Regions from separate parts of the Ovis aries genome. Here region 2 is linked to region 1. A link is a contact called in public Hi-C data. All regions are on one chromosome and are shown on one strand. Each heading gives the region's core, a stretch centred on a gene start, on an enhancer-like site or on the middle of the called end of the contact. The rest is flanking DNA. Distances are from core to core; before and after follow the strand shown.

Region 1 (7,807 bases), core at 3,751-6,250:
TACCAGTCTTTTTGGGATATGTTCTTATTATAAATATGCCCAGAATTATCTTTATAGGGAGGACAGATACATTTACATCGGACATCCTCAGAATTCTGTAACCAAAATAGAAACTTAGTATAGCTTGTTGACGGTTTATCATCAATATTTTTAGAAACTGCAACTTACACATTTTGTTAAGCATCCCCTGCCAAGTATTCCAAAACTATTCATTTAAATTTTTAAATAACTTTAAGAGACACAAGTTTTTAAAAAACCATTGGTAATGCTCACGAATAATTATATAATACATAAGATTATTTTGAAATAATACCTAGTATCTGTGGTTTATGAATCACATTTTTCAGTCACGTGACAAAATTGTGCTAACATTATCATCATCTACCTGCCAGTAGGAAGACATAGTAGACTGACAGCTGTGCCTTCAAGTTAAGAATGTTGATTACCGAAGGATTAGGAAATATCAAACTAAAAATTGCAAAACAAGTCACAATTCTGCCCATAACCCTTATGCCCTTTGGTATAAAGGCACTGATATGGATAAAGTGAGTTGGGACAGACTCCTAAAGGGATGAAGTTTTAGAGGCACTCAGCTACAACAAAAAAGGAAGTACATAAAGGAAGTAGCTTGCATGTAGCTGAGATCAGTTTGGTATACTCTTCCCAGGAAACTTTGCTTCTAATCCCTGGGAGACAGAGAGGACAACTACTGAAAAAGCAAGTTTGAAGAAGTGAAGAAGAGGTGACTAAATCTATGAACAGGAGTAGGAGATGCTTTCTCAGCAAAGGGGAATCTAATCTCAGAAGGAAGGCAGTGGCTCAGTAGCCTCCAGAGGACCGAGCCCAGAACTCCTATATATAGTGGCATGTCTGGCAGAGTTGTTGATAAGTCATTTACTCATTCAGCAGCTACTTAGTGAGCATTTATCCTGTGCCAGAACTTGAGCGAAAGGAGGTGGATTCAAGGAAGTCTAAGACACGGCTCCTTCCCACAATTAGGACACACCCAAGTAAAGAAGACTGACAAATACAGGGTTACAGGAATGTGCCACTTAAAGTGATGACAGTAGATACGCAGACGGTGCAATCAGTGTTTTGAAAATCAGGACACTTGATGCCGTCCCTTTTTCTGAAGGGAACTGGGGAAGATTTAAAAGAAACCTTGACTTAAACAACAAGGACCTGCTATAATAAACTATAATGAAAACGAACCTCAGTTATTTTCTGTACACTTGAAACTAACACAGCATTATCAATATTTCAATTAAAAAAAAATCCCTGACCAAACCTCCCATCTGTATGCCTGTCACTCATCTTTCCTGGCCTCTGTATTTAAAGGTATTATAGAGTAAAGCTCCAATTAAAAACATGCAAATATCATTCTGTTTTCCCATCAAATTAATGTGAATGCCTTCTGTTTCCTCCAGTAATGAGCCAGTTCATCAAGGAGGAAGCACAGGGCAGGTTTGGAGGGTATGGGCATGAAGGGGACTAGAGAGCAGCATGAGGGTGAAGTGGGAGATAGATGGGTTCCAGGTTGGAACCCTATTATTAGTCACCTCCTCAGATGGTGACTGCAGCCATGAAATTCAAAGAGACTTCCTCCATGGAAGAAAAGCTATGACAAACCTGTTGCTGCTGCTGCTGCTGCTAAGTCGCTTCAGTTGTGTCCAACTCTGTGCGATCCCAGAAATGGCAGCCCACCAGGCTCCCCCGTCCCTGGGATTCTCCAGGCAAGAACACTGGAGTGGGTCACCATTGCCTTCTCCAATGCATGAATGGGAAAAGCGAAAGGGAAGTCGCTCAGTCGTGTCCGACTCTTAGTGACCCCATGGACTGCAGCCTACCAGGCTCCTCCGTCCATGGGATTTTCCAGGCAAGAGTACTGGAGTGGGGTGCCATTGCCTTCTCTATGACAAACCTAGATAGCGCATTAAAAAGCAGAGGCATAACTTTGCCGACAAAGGTCTGTCTAGTCAAAGCTATGGTTTTTCCAGTAGTCATGTATGGATGTGAGAGTTGGACCACAGAGAAGGCTGAATGCTGAAGAACTGATGCTTCTGAACTGTGGTGTTGGAGAAGACTCCTGAGAGTCCCTTGGACTGTAAGGAGATCCAACTAGTCAATCCTAAAGGAAATAAATCCTGAATATTCATTGGAAAGACTGATGCTGAAGCTGAAGCTCTAATACTTTGGCCACCTGATGCAAAGAACTGACTCATTAGAAAAGACCCTAATGCTGGGAAAGACTGAAGGCAGGAAGTAAAGGGGAGGACAGAGGATGAGATGGTTGGATGGCATCACTGACTCAATGGATAGGAGTTTGAGTAAGCTCCGGGAGATGGTGAAAGATAGGGAAGCCTGGTGTGCTTGCTGTAGTCCATGAGGTGGCAGAGTCAGACATGACTAAGTGACTCAACAACAACTCTTTGCATTTTTTCAGATAAGATACAGGTGGGCTCCAGTTGAGGAATTTACAGCCAACAAAAACAGGGTAAATAGCCAGTCTTTGTCTCTTACCTGAAGGGAACAATCATGGCAAGGACAAAGTAAGGAAAAAATCCTGTCTGATAAGGGAGATACTACACCTGCACAGAAAGGCTACTTGGAATCCAAAGTCAGAGGATAATTCCAGCCCATAATCAGTCTTGCTCCTCCCAGAAGCCTTCACTTTAGATCCATCTTGGTTAGGGTATGTGCACACCCCAGGGGAGGGTCCTGAGACAAATTAACTGGGGGTGGGGGTGGCCTGAGAAAGCAAGGTGACTGGCCTGAGGGAAGAGGAAGACCGGGAAAACTGCCCCTTTATAAAGGATTTAAACTTCCCCAAAGCACGACTCTCTCTGAGGTTGCCCATGAGCCTTTTCGCATGTACTTTTCTTTTCAAAACTTTTTATACTCTTTACCTTCTGCCTCCTTGCCTGCTTTCATTCTTGACTAGGCAGGTAAGACTAGGGACTCTAGCCCTAAGTGTTGGCTCCTGTGGTCCAGTGCTTAGGACTCCCCATCTGGGAAACTAAGATCTGGCTTCCAGCCACCGCGGCTGCTGCTTGCTGCAAGCTGCCGCTTACTGCTATGAGCATCAGAAATCAAGGGGATGAGAAGAGCCAAGAAATGGAGCAGGGCAGAAGGCCACAACTTCACCTCTCCTATAGTTTGGATCCTCCCTTACCCACTAAATCAACAAGAAAAGAGAAGGCAACAAAGGGGCTAGGAGATCCTGGAGGGAGTGAGGTGAGGATATGAGGCCGGTGATAGACTCTGTTCAATTCAGTTCAGTCGCTCAGCTCAGTCGTGTCCGACTCTTTGCGACTGCATGAATCGCAGCCAGGCCTCCCTGTCCATCACCAACTCCTGGAGTTCACCCAAACTCTTGTCCATCGAGTAGGTGATGCCATCCAGCCATCTCATCTTCTGTCGTCCCCTTCTCCTCCTGCCCCCAATCCCTCCCAGCATCAGAGTCTTTTCCAATGAGTCAACTCTTCGCATGAGGTGGCCAAAGTATTGGAGAGACTCTGTAGGTCCTTCCTATTGAGAAGGAAGGCTGCCAGGAGAGGCAAGTTCCTACAGTGGGAAGGGAATCTGTTAAGAGATGAGTTGAGAGGAGTTAGTTCCTAAGAGGTAAGGCGCCTGTGAGCTGGGCCTTCCTATATGGGCTTGGGGAATTTCGCAGGGTGGTCCGTGAGGCTGGTGAAGGGTGACGGTAGACTGTCAGAGCTTAAGTGTAAAGCTCAAGTTAAAAGCTCTCAGAGTTGGAAAGGCTGTAAAGTTGGAAGTGGGTCCTGTCAGGGCTGGGAAGGGAAATTTAAGGGGCCAGACATGCTGTCCGGGCCCGTCTGGACCAGGTGGGGCGGGGTAGGGTGTCAGCGCCCGGGGTGGGAGGGGGTGGGGGCGGGGGCTGTCCGGCTGTCAGGGATGGGGGGCGGGAGTGCCATCCGGCGGTCCGGAGGGTTCCGGGCGGGGGTCTGCCAGGGCTGTGACGCTAGGGATCGGGCTGGCAGGGCTGGCAGAGGACTGGGGTGGGGCTCAGGTGGACAAGGCCGGAGGTAGAGGAGGAGCGCCGGTCGGAAGCGAAGGCTGGGCGGGACTCACCTTGGCGGCGTCTGACAGCTGCACCAGCAGCAGCACCGAGAGCGCCAGGCAGGACAGGCTGAGCATGGAGGCGAGACGAAGGAGGCCGGCCCACAGGGTCGCCATCGCAGCCAGGCCCAGCAGTCGCCACAGCCGGAGCCCCCGGGACCAGCTCCGGGCCGGGCTCCGGCTCGGGCTCCTCCGCCCGCACTTCCGTCTGGGCCCTTGCGTCACGGGCCGCGCCGGGTCAGCTACAAAAAGCATTCGACCCGGAAACGGTTCCCGGTGCGGAGGCCGCGAGGCTCCGCCGTGCCCTAGAAGCTTAGGCGGCCTGTCGCGGGGACAACCTGCGCTCGGCGGAGCTTCGAGGCTCTAGGATGTCTTTCCCCGGCACAGAAGCAGCCGGGCCGCGGACCGCCAGTGAGCTGGGAGGTCCTTCCATCCAGGGAGGCAAGCCTCTCCCGCCCAGCCCCCGCAGAAAGCCCGGGCTGTCAGATCCTCTAGCAAGTCCGGGGTTCACCAGAGCGACCCCTGCGAGGCCGGAGCCGTTCGTTGGCAGCCTTAGGAGGACGGAGTGAGCCCCAGCCTCAGGAATTGCTGAGAGGCGGCCCGTCCCGGCCGGCGCAGGCGGGGTGGGTGCTAAGCTTGGGAACAGGTATGATACCGACAGAGCCATCCCTTCCCCGGAAGCCCACTCGCAGTTAGAGGGTCGAGGGGTCCTCTCTGGCACTTTGGTACTGACCTGCGGCCCACTCGCCTCCCGGAAACCGTTCCCGGGGAGGCTGCTAACAATCTGTGGGCTGCCTTCGTGTGTGTGGCCTCCGTCTGGGGCTCCTCGCTGCCCTTCCGCTGGGGGCTGACCGGTTAGGCCCGGCCTGCCGCCAGGAACTGGGCCACAGCAGAGGGGCTGGGCCGGGCCGGGCCAGGCCAGGCTCCGGAAGTTGTAGAGTTGGCGAAAGAATCTCCCTAGAAGCCGCCTCCGCTCAAGATTTCAGAAGATGGGGGATCACGGTGCTACAATCCTGTTCAGGGCTGCTGGCTCCTAACTCAAAACTGGGGACCGCTGATGATCTATCCCAGAGCGGGTCATCCTGAAGGATAATTTGGAAGAACCCTGGAGATGGTACAGTCTCTCCAATTAAAATATTTTTCAGTTAGTAGTGGAAAGGGCATAGTAAAGATTTTGGTCCAAACACTTCCTTTTTCTGGGCTTAATATGAGGGGATTGAACTCTCATATGTGGGTTTCAAATTTTGCTTTCATGGAATACCCGTGTTTCTTCCTCTAAGCAAAACTTTAAAGTGGTCTTTTCCTAGTTTGTGGAAATGCCTTAATAGATAGAATTTTCTCAGTATTTTTCTCACGTGTGATTCTTGTTGCTGCTAGACTAACACAAGAAGGTGTCTGATATTATGCCAGGTATTTTTAGACCCTTTCAGTCCCAAACGGCAGCACTAGATGACCTTTCACAGGCCCCTCCAGGCTGCCCTGTCAGTTTCCTTGTCAGATTTTCTTAGTGGGTATCCTACTGGCCAGTGTCAAATGTGTCTGACCTTAATGCACTTGTGGATTCGTGATTGCTAAAAGCTGTCTCATCAGCAAGTTTGGGATCAGTTTAGGGATAGCTGTCCAGGTCTGGATCTGAAGGAGTGCTTTTACTCTTTGGCTAAAACCTCAGAGGCCTTCCCTTCAAATTTGTTCTCAGGGCCCTGATTGGGGGCACAGAGATCTAGAGGAATATATAGTAGTGCCTCAGCAAGTACACTCAGTCTGGGCAGAATTTGAGTTACACTGTCTGACATTGGTAGCCACTAGCCCCAGGTGGCGACTGAGCACTTGAAGTGTGACTGACTGGAACTGGGATGCACTATAAGTGTAAAAATGTACTGAATTTCAAAGATTTAACATAAAAATCATATTAAAATATCTCATGTTAACCGTAAACTCAGTGTTTTTATATTCAGGTTGAAATATTTTGGATGCGTTAGGTTAAATAAAACATTAAAACAATTTCACTTTTTATTTTTACCTCTTAAATGTAGCTACTAGGAAATTTAATGTTTATGTTAGACATACCTGTTCTAGAATGTAAGATGTGGCTGCCCAGAGTAGAGTGTGACTGTATGATGATTGGTTGCCTGGCTAGAGTCTGAATGAAGACTCAGACCTGGGTAAGGAGAAGGGCAACAGCTGAACTGGCACAGCTAGAGCCCAGGACTGGCGGGGGTTGGGGGGTGGGGGCGTATATGGCATGAAACATAAAATTCCAGTGATCCAATGGAAGTGGAGGAGTTGGTTCTCATTCTGCCCTACTCATACCTAGATAACTCCTGCTTTCCCCTTAGGTCAGAGGTCTTCTCAACTAGAAAAGCTTCCCTAACTTACCTGCATTTCCATCTGTATTTGTGCAGATTTGTTTCCTAATCTAATCCGTTACAAAAAAATTATGTTTTCATATCTGCCTCTGAACTCCCAACCTCCACCCAAACTTGGCAGTCTTTGAGGGCAAGGGTTTTCATTATCTTTGTACCTAGAGACTGCTGCTGCTGCTGCTAAGTCGCTTCAGTCGTGTCCGACTCTATGTGACCCCATAGATGGCAGCCCACCAGGCTCCCCTGTCCCTGGGATTCTCCAGGCAAGAACACTGGAGTGGGTTGCCATTTCCTTCTCCAATGCATGAAAGTGAAAGTGAAGTCGCTCAGTCGTGCCTGACTCTTATCGACCCCATGGAGTGCAGCGTACCTGGAGATTGGGATAGAGTAAAAACCAATAAATGTTTGTGGGGACCTGGAAAAGGGAAAAATAGAAGAGGCTCCTCTGGTCAGTCTCTAAGAACCAGGTACCGACAGTACTTGAATCCCTGCTTCCTTTGTGACCATGAGAGGACGATGCTGAGATACCCTAAGAAGTGCATGTGGGATCTGGGCACCATAGTAGGTCAGTCAGTTCAGTCACTCATTTGTGTCTGACTCTTTGCAACCCATGGGACGTAGGAGAGGGAGATTTCTGACCTAGGATCTTCCTAGACCTTCAAGTCACATCAGGGTTGTTCTGTTTACAGACAAGACTGGCCTCAGTGAGTACGCACTCTTTCCTGTCTTTCCTGCTTCCGTGTGACTAGGTTTCCTTACTGTAATCCATTTAAGGAGTGAAAAGTCCAGGTTCACCTTCCTACCAGGCATGGGCCCTCTCACTTTGTAAAACCGAAAAAATGCCCTGGTGGGGGATGGTCAGAAGAGTAAGAAAAGTCTTCTCTATTTAAGTGTGGAAGTCAGAAGGTTAGGAAGCAGACATGATGATTTATGGATCTGGGACCAAGGTTTGGCTAGCTCTGTCTGCAGTCCCCCACCCCTTTCCCCTCCAGGGCTCACATAGCTCTCTGGCCGCCTCAGTCTTATTTCTGCACCTCACCCTTTCTGATCTATTCAGCACTCTCCCAGGCCGTGGCAGCACAGGAGAACAAAGAGTCATGCAGAGTCAGTAATGATGGTTTCCATGGACTGTCTCCAGTGGTTACAGCCGGACACACACACACCCCCAGAGGTTCTGAGCATACCCTGGGAATGTCTTACATGAGCCCTCTCCTTTACCATGTGCATCACCAGGGTGCTGCCTCCTACTTAAGCCCCCTTTAGTGAGGTTGTCTGCTGGCTGCCATGTGTAAAGCCACATAGGTATACCATGCTGTCATCTGCTGGCTCCCACCACTGTAACAATATATGAGGCCAGAATTATA
Region 2 (7,807 bases), core at 3,673-6,172, 110 kb before region 1:
AACGACTCCTCTTCATATCCCCTGACTTGAGTCCCAGCCAATAGCACCAGGCCACATCCCCCCAGTTAATCGAGGTGTCAACCAAGCAGAGGAGCCCTAGAATGGAATAAAAGGAAATACCGCTTAATAAGTGGCCCGTCCGAGGTGCAGGGCCATTGAGTTCACCCTTGTGGAGCCTCGGGCCACAACAGTGATGCACGCATGTACACATTCTGGGAGCCCGAATCGAGACACGGCCAGTGCTTTCATTGGCAAGCTGACCCGAAGTTAATCAGAAGGCCCCTCATTGTGTGCTGGAGTACAAAAGACATTCTGTTCAGAAAGTTCAAGAAGAAAAACCAAAGAGCTAGGACCGCAGCTGTTCCCTCATCCCACAGGGAAACCAAAAGCAGCCATCGAGCCTCCTGAGGCCCAGGAGTAAGTTTAAGACATAACACGGCTGAAGCCTCCTGAGGGGTCTCCACTGCAGGGAGTGTCCGCCGCATGAAACCTCCTGTTGAGATCACTGACAACCCTGGCGATCCCATCACCTATACAAGTGCCTTTCTGGAATGATCCTCTCCCCGAGGCCACACTGCGCTCACCACACACCGGTCCTCCAGGTCAGGATAAGTTTTACTGAAACACAGGACAAACAGTGTAGAAGGAGTACGTGGCAGAGACACCACATGCCCTGAGACTTGATTCAAACATTAACCAGGAAATCCATTCAGCACAACCACAGCACTTCAGGTCTCCTCAGGTAACCCAGCTCTTAGCAGCAACCCACTCAGAAACATCGGGATAATGAACCTCTTAACAGGTCCCACACCCCCTGACGCCCCCTGCCTCCACCCCATACATTTGTTTAGGAAAACCTGTGATGGATTTTATTAATAATAAAGGAGGACAGCTTGCTTCTTACCAGCCTACCTGGGGGACAGAGAGAGAGGAGAGACTGGCCCTGGTTTAGACATCCCTAGGACAGCCCCTCTCTCCTAATAACTACCCCAGAGAGACTTGGAGCTCACTGCAGCTCCCAGCTGAGTTAATTAGCTTTTATTTTTTTCATTAGGTCAGACATAGCAGCACCAAAAGACAACAGTGTTCACTAGAACAAACCCAGCCACTCAAAAGACACTGGAGTTTCCATGTAAGAACTACAAACACATTGCGGGAGTGATGATAATTCTCTTTTTTTTCCCTACATAAAAGACTCTTCCCGTAAAATTTCCTGAGCCTTTGTGCTAAATAAAAGTAAGATGATGATTCCTATAGTGAAGTCTAAACACCTCAGGTTCAGCAAGAGTGAGATCAGCTAGATTTGCAAAGTCAAGAAAACTGGCTGCCTCCCTCCTCTATAAGCTAATAGAATCCAACTGTTGGAGCATGACATCATTCCTGAGCCCCAAACCCTGAGCAGAGCAGAGCATACAGACACTCGCCGGCCTCCCAGAAAACAGCCCAAGACTACGGCCAGGAAAGGAGGAAAAACAATCCCAGCCGAGAGCTGACTTACCTGAAAGTCCCGGTGCTTTCCTGCCCACTCCATTCTCGGCAGAGTCTGGCTCACACCACAGTCTGTTAGGGAGCCCACGGCCCCCAAATCCACTCGCTCCGGCTCCGATACCTGCTGCGAGCTTCCCACAGCTCCTTCCTCTGACCTTTCGTGGCGCTCCTTCCAGCCAAATAAGCGGAGCACTGCTGGCCGGCCAGGCCAGTCGTCATGGAGACCCTGTTCTCGCCAGCGCTCGCTCCGATCTCTCCCTCCCTCCCTCCCTCTCCCCTTCCCTCTTTCCCCCTCCCTCTCCTCCCCCCACCCCACAGTCTCCCCCTCTCTCCCTCAGTTCTGGGAGGCTTTCACGGAACAGCACTGTCTTTTGATCAGCTCGGGCTCCGCACGCATTCCACTCCTCCTACCTCCCTTCCAGCCAGACAAGGGCTCTGGGCTGCTCCTGGGAACTCGCTTCAGCAGCTCAGAGGGGAGAAGGGAGAAGACAGTGAGTGGACTTGTTTTGTTCCCCTCCAGTGTCTCATTTTTTATAACTTGGAAGAGTCCCGGCTGGGGAGGGGGGTGAGGGGGGGAAGGAGTCAGCTGGAACGCTTGGAGGGGAAGCCAGCCCTTCCTCTGGGTCCTGGAGCGAGGGTAGGGAGGACCCAGATGCCCTGCCTTGACTTGTTTGTGCACTTGGGGTTTTCCGGGCAGCGGGCTGAGGCGGAAATGCACTCACATCTCAGGAGCTCGCCTGGGCGGGCCTCTCTGCTTACCTTGCTGCCTGCCCAGGTTGGGGCGACGACGTCAACCAGCACAGGGACACATGCTGCTAGCGCCGGTGCCGAAGCAGCCTCTCATCTCCCTGCGATGGAGAGGAAAGACTCAGTCAGCACCAGGAAGCATCCTGGGCAATCCAGAGTCACAGCCCGAGCATCAGACACGACACAGATGCAGAAAGCCCAAGCTTTCTGCGAGCTGCTGTCCAAGTCAGAAATGGCATCAGTCCTGACCGAGAGCTAGCACAGTGCCTGGAACACAGCAAGTCCTCAAAGTTTAACTCCCTGGTACATATTTCTATTGTGTAATAGTCTTTTACAGGATCTATCTTGTTTGATCCTCAAAACCTTTTGAAACATATTGTCATATTGTGTTAGTTGCTCAGTCTTGTCCAACTCTTTGGAGATCCTGTGGACTGTAGCCCACCAGGCTCCTCTGTCCACGGAATTCTCCAGGCAAGAATACCAGAGTGGGTTCCATTCCATTCTCCAGGGCATCTTCCCTATCCAGGGATTGAAGCCAGGTCTCCCGCATTGTGGGCAGATTCTTTACCATCTGAGCCACCATTATTATCACCATTTTATAGATGGGAAAACTGAGGCTCAAGGGGATCAAATGTTTAGTCCACGGTAACAAAGTTAGTTTGGCAGTCGAAGTACTAACAGTAGAGACCAATCTGCTGCCCCCTAGCCTGGTACTTTCCTCTAAAGTCCACTGCCATCTGATCTTACAAACTAACAACTTTTTTGACAGCCAGTCATGAGATCAAGGCTGGATTCCCTGGGGAAGATAAAGACTCCTTCTGAGTCATGATAAGACAGGCTCAATTACCATCCTTTCAGCCTTGAAGGCTCTGAGATAGCCTCTACGAGATGTGAAACATACTGGTGCACAGATTAGAGAAAAAAAGTCCTGCCCTACAGCTATACATCACCTTACAATTTTCAAAAAAACTCTCCCAATCTTGGCTCATCTCTCAAACCCAATAGACCCCGAGTTAGGATTCCTGTTATCATACTAATTTAACAGATTTTTAAAAAAAATCTAAAAGAGAGGTTAAATAACTTGCCCCAGGTCACAGAACCAGAAGACAGCTGATCTAGAAATAATACCCAAGCCTTTCAGCTCTCTTTCCTGTACTAAGTAGAGCAGTTCCAAGGGCACCAGACAAAGCCAGGGTCAGAAGACCAGGCAGTGCTGGGCTCTGTGACAGCCATATGCCCTTGGGAAGTCACCAAGCCTTCCAGCTTTTACCCATAAAACCCATCCCCTGAGCAAGTGACAGGTCTGGGATAAGCATGAAAAGATGTGTGTGAAAGCATTCTCCTTAAATCAGGCACTGAGCTGAGAATTTCATTCATCTCAGCTGCTCTTCATCACAGACAAAAACCTGGGGCAGTAGACATGGCCCCTAGAAAAGGACACAGAGGCTCAAGGAAGATACTTTTCAATATGTGTTAGCTGCTCAGTCATGTCCGACTCTTTGTGACCCCATGGGCTGTAACTTGCCAGGCTCCTCCGTCCATGGGATTCTCCAGGCAAGAATACTAGAGTGGGTTGCCATTTCCTTCTCCAGGGGATCTTCCCAAACCGGGGATCGAGCCTGGGTCTCCTGTATTCCAGGCAAACTCTTCACCATCTAAACCACCAAGGAAGTCCCATACTTTTTCCTGATGGAATCTTTAATGCAGAGACCCCTTGCAGAATCTTTGTGTTTTTGACTAACCTTCAGTATTATAGCAAATTTCTTAAAACAAGATTTTAATTCACTCTAGTTTAAAAGGTAAATATACGCAGGAGATAAGGTAGGAGGAGCATCACAAAATCCAGCAGGAAATAACAGGGTGGCACCAACCCTAAGTGGGGGACACTGCTGCATCAGTGGAGCAACCAGAGTGTCAAAGAGGGCACACTCAACCAGCCACTAGAAATACCCAATCCAACACCCCACCCCAAGTACCAACTCAGGAATTCCTCAAAGGCCCTAGCGTCCCCCATCCGTGAAGGACAGGATGAAAGGGCAAGGGCAACACCATCAAATCACTCACCTTCTCCCTTGTCCCGTTCCCAACAGGCAGTCCTCTGCTCTTCTCCTGATCCCTAAAATGCACATTCCACCTGCCCAGTCTCCATACTGAGAAACAAGAGGCAATACCCATTCATTTCTACAATAAGACACTAATCACAGTTATGATACCAACTCATGAGTTGAGTTGAGTGGGCTTCCTTGGTGGCTCAGCAGTAAACAATCCACCTGCAATGCAGGAGACTTGGGTTTGATCTCTGAGTCAGGAAGATCCCCTGGAGAAGGAAATGGCAACCCACTCCAGTATTCTTGCCTGGGAAATCCCATGGACAGAGGAGCCTGGTGGGCTACAGTCCATGAGGTGGCAAAGAGTCAGACACGACTTAGCGACTAAACAACAAATACCATATACCAGGCATTCCTCTAAGGAGCATGAAGGGTCAGGGCGGATTACTAAAGCTGATACGAGTCAGTCTCTTCTCTAAAGTAATGCAAACTTCAAAAAGCCTCCAGACCAGACCTGACACAGAATGCAGGCCATGCTCCCCCTAGTGGCACACAGGGGTTATAGTGGTTCCTTAGGGCCTTGTCCTGGGTCGGAGGGAGAGGGGCCCAGACAGGGACACAGTAAGTGCCCACTACTGGGAGAACCGCAATCTCTGCTGGGTGCTGCTATTGTGTGTAAGTTCCTTGAACTGGGCAGAGCAAGAGGTCAGCTGAATCCTGCTGCCTCTGCAAGGCTGAATTCAGACCAATCCTACCTGACCTTTCCGGAAAGACAGGAACCTGTAACCTGTGTGGTCTGCTGGGAGTCCCCATGCAGACTTGTACTGACAAGGAGGTACCTTTGTGCATCCCTACTTCTTTCTGGTCTGCAGCCAATCCACTTACCGACTCCAAACAATGCTACTTCCTAGATGTATCTTTCATCTGTCCATTTTTCTGCACCTCATTGCCACCCCAATCTCTCCCCTTAACTGCGACGAAAACCTCCTGCCCGCCCCAGCTTTCACTCTTACCCTCACAGCTCCATTCTCCACGGAGGTGTCTCAATCACCCTTTTACACTAGATCATGTCATTTCCTGCTTAACACAATCCAGTCGCTCCCCAACATTCAGGGTAAAATCAAAAATCTTCCCATGTCCCTCTAAGGCCCTGTATGACTCTTCTCCAGCCTCCTCTCCTGCCCTCCCCCTCTGGGTGCCAGCTCTGTGGGCCTTTTAGTTCCCTAAAGTGTCAGAGTTTCTCCAGGCTGTTCCCCTTTGCCTTAGATGCTCCCCTACGCCATAGTCTTTGCCTGGCTGAATCTTACTCAGCTCAACTTGCCTCTCACTTCCTAAGAGAAGTCTGCGACCCTCCAGTCTGAATGAGGACTTACCCTCCATGGCACTCACCATAATCTGTAATTGCTCCCTTGTGCCATAATGTGCTTCCCCCCAGGTTCCTTAGGAACAGGAACCTTGAATGCTTTGCTAGCCACCTTATTCTCTGCATGTAGTATAGGGCCCAGCTTACAGCTGGCACGCAGTAAAAATCTGCTGCATGAATGCACAAACCCCCATTCCTTCCTGTCCAACAGGAAGAAGAAACTTAGAACGGCTATTTCATGTCACTCATTGCATCTTTTCATAGACTTACAAACTATAATTACATCTCTTTTCCTCATGTGCCTTGCCTGTGGGCTCAACCAAAAATTCCTGTAAAGTCTCCCTGCGGTTTGTTTCCCAGAACTTCTCTCGTAAGGTCACTCTTCTGGGGACGCACTCCAGGGTTTTACAGTCTTTCCCATTCCCAGAGAGCCCACTCACAGGCACTCCACCAGCACAGTCACTGCCAAACCGTGCAGGATTCAGGAATTGCCCAGTGCCCACAGATGAGAAGGTTCTCTAGGGTCAGCTCCATTCAAGCACAAAAATGCTTTCTCTCACCTCCACTGTGCAGGTCACTATGCTTACTGAAAATACACATTTACTTAAAAATGCCATCCTATGTTTTATATAATTTGGAGATGGGTATAAATACTGTTTTGAAAAAAATAAATGTTTTTCCATTACTAAAAAGAAACTGAAAACTACTCTCTGGGGGAAAAATAATTAAGACCCAACTAACAGCAACAGCGGTGTGACTAAGTCCAAACCCCTCCCATGACAGACGTCACCACCAAAATTTGAGCTCCCTTTGGCTTCATCTGCCATATTCCCCTACCACTACCACTCCAGGATAGGCACAAGCGCAGCACACTGCCTGCTGCTCTGAAACTGCACTTTTTTTCTCTTCCTCCCCCGACTGCTCACACTGTTACCTTTTTTCTGAGTGCCTCTCATTGCCCAACTACTTTCAAGGCCCAACTCAGTTACTACCTCCTCTGTGAAACAGTTCTTGATCTCCTGGCAGGATCTGTTTGTCTATGTCTACTCTGCAAGCCCACAGCAGTCTGAAGATGCCTTTATCATGGTATTTATATAATTTTATCACTGTTACTTGCACTCCTGTCTCCCCCAGTCGTGAGCCCCTTGAAATCTACCCACTTTCATATTTCATTCAGAGTAGGCAATGAATTAAAGTGTCAAATAAATCATTTAAAAAGATGCTTAGAAAAAAAAAAAAAGAAGAAGAAGAAACAGCTATCCCCTCGATAAGATGAAAGAATTTGAGAGAAGAATTCGAGAGGAGGGAAAAAAATAAAATAAAATAAATAAATAAATATGTATATATATATATATATATATATATATATATAAGAGATGAGATTCTATTCTTGTCCCTTTATAAACTGAAATGCCAAATGTGAAAATACAGGAGCAGAATAAATCTTTTAAAGTCACTCTTTACTTTGGGAGCATCGGAATTCAAGAAAAGAAAGCTGCTGTTATCTCAATATTGGTTTTCCTTGGAGGCTCAGTAGTAAAGAATCTGCCTGCCAATGCAGGAGACATGGGTTCGATCACTGTGTTGGGAAGATCCCCTGGAGAAGAGAATGGCAACCCACTCCACTATTCTTGCCTAGGAAGTCCCATGGACAGAGGAACCTGGTGGGCTATAATCCACAGGGTCACAAAAGAGCCGGACACGACTTGGCAACTAAACTATCTCAACATTACTAGTTGGATCCTAGAATGCCTAAGAGATGCAGTATAACTTCAGATGCCTCTAGGGAGCCTAGCTCCCAATGCCCACCAGACAGCTCCAGCAGCATGTCCGCCGAGGACACCCCGTTCCACCCATGCGTCCTACCCATTCTCCAACACTGGGCTCTGGCTGCCATGTGAGTAGGCAGGTTTCCACAAGAGCTCTTTAGGACTTTACAATTATCCTTTTCTAACTCTGAGTGGCAATGTGATTAAGAAGGGAAAAACTAAAAATCCAGGAGCAGAGAGAGTCATCAGGTCCCGGTTACAGGGCGGCGAGATCATGAGCAAGTCCTTGTGCCCCATAGGACCGCTGCCTTTTCCTGCAGATAGTGAGATGGCTGTTGGGCTGTTGAACTAGCGGTTCTCCAGTGGGCCCTTCTAGTGTCAATGTCCTATTG

Evidence for each region. Hi-C and Micro-C count contacts between places; a contact is called where the count stands out from the background.
Region 2: a contact with region 1 is called in a Hi-C map of mesenteric adipose tissue, with 2.4 times the contacts expected there. The contact joins the enhancer-like site here to the promoter of TMEM9B in region 1. A contact is called at or near these places in 2 of 16 Hi-C or Micro-C datasets (mesenteric adipose tissue and tail adipose tissue).

What each region holds. Positions count from the first base shown.
Region 1 is chr15:43,334,763-43,342,569 of ARS-UI_Ramb_v3.0, reverse strand. TMEM9B (TMEM9 domain family member B) reads right to left here and starts at 5,000. Exons shown (of 5, transcript XM_060399934.1): 1 at 4,814-5,000; 2 at 4-95.
Region 2 is chr15:43,449,001-43,456,807 of ARS-UI_Ramb_v3.0, reverse strand. It overlaps DENND2B (DENN domain containing 2B), which reads right to left. Exons shown (of 21, transcript XM_027979402.2): 2 at 2,248-2,336. Among named protein-coding and RNA genes, the nearest start is that of DENND2B, 43 kb to the right of the region's middle. Within about 2 kb of position 4,922, at least 12 of the 54 cell types and tissues checked have an H3K27ac peak or open chromatin away from gene starts, as enhancers often do.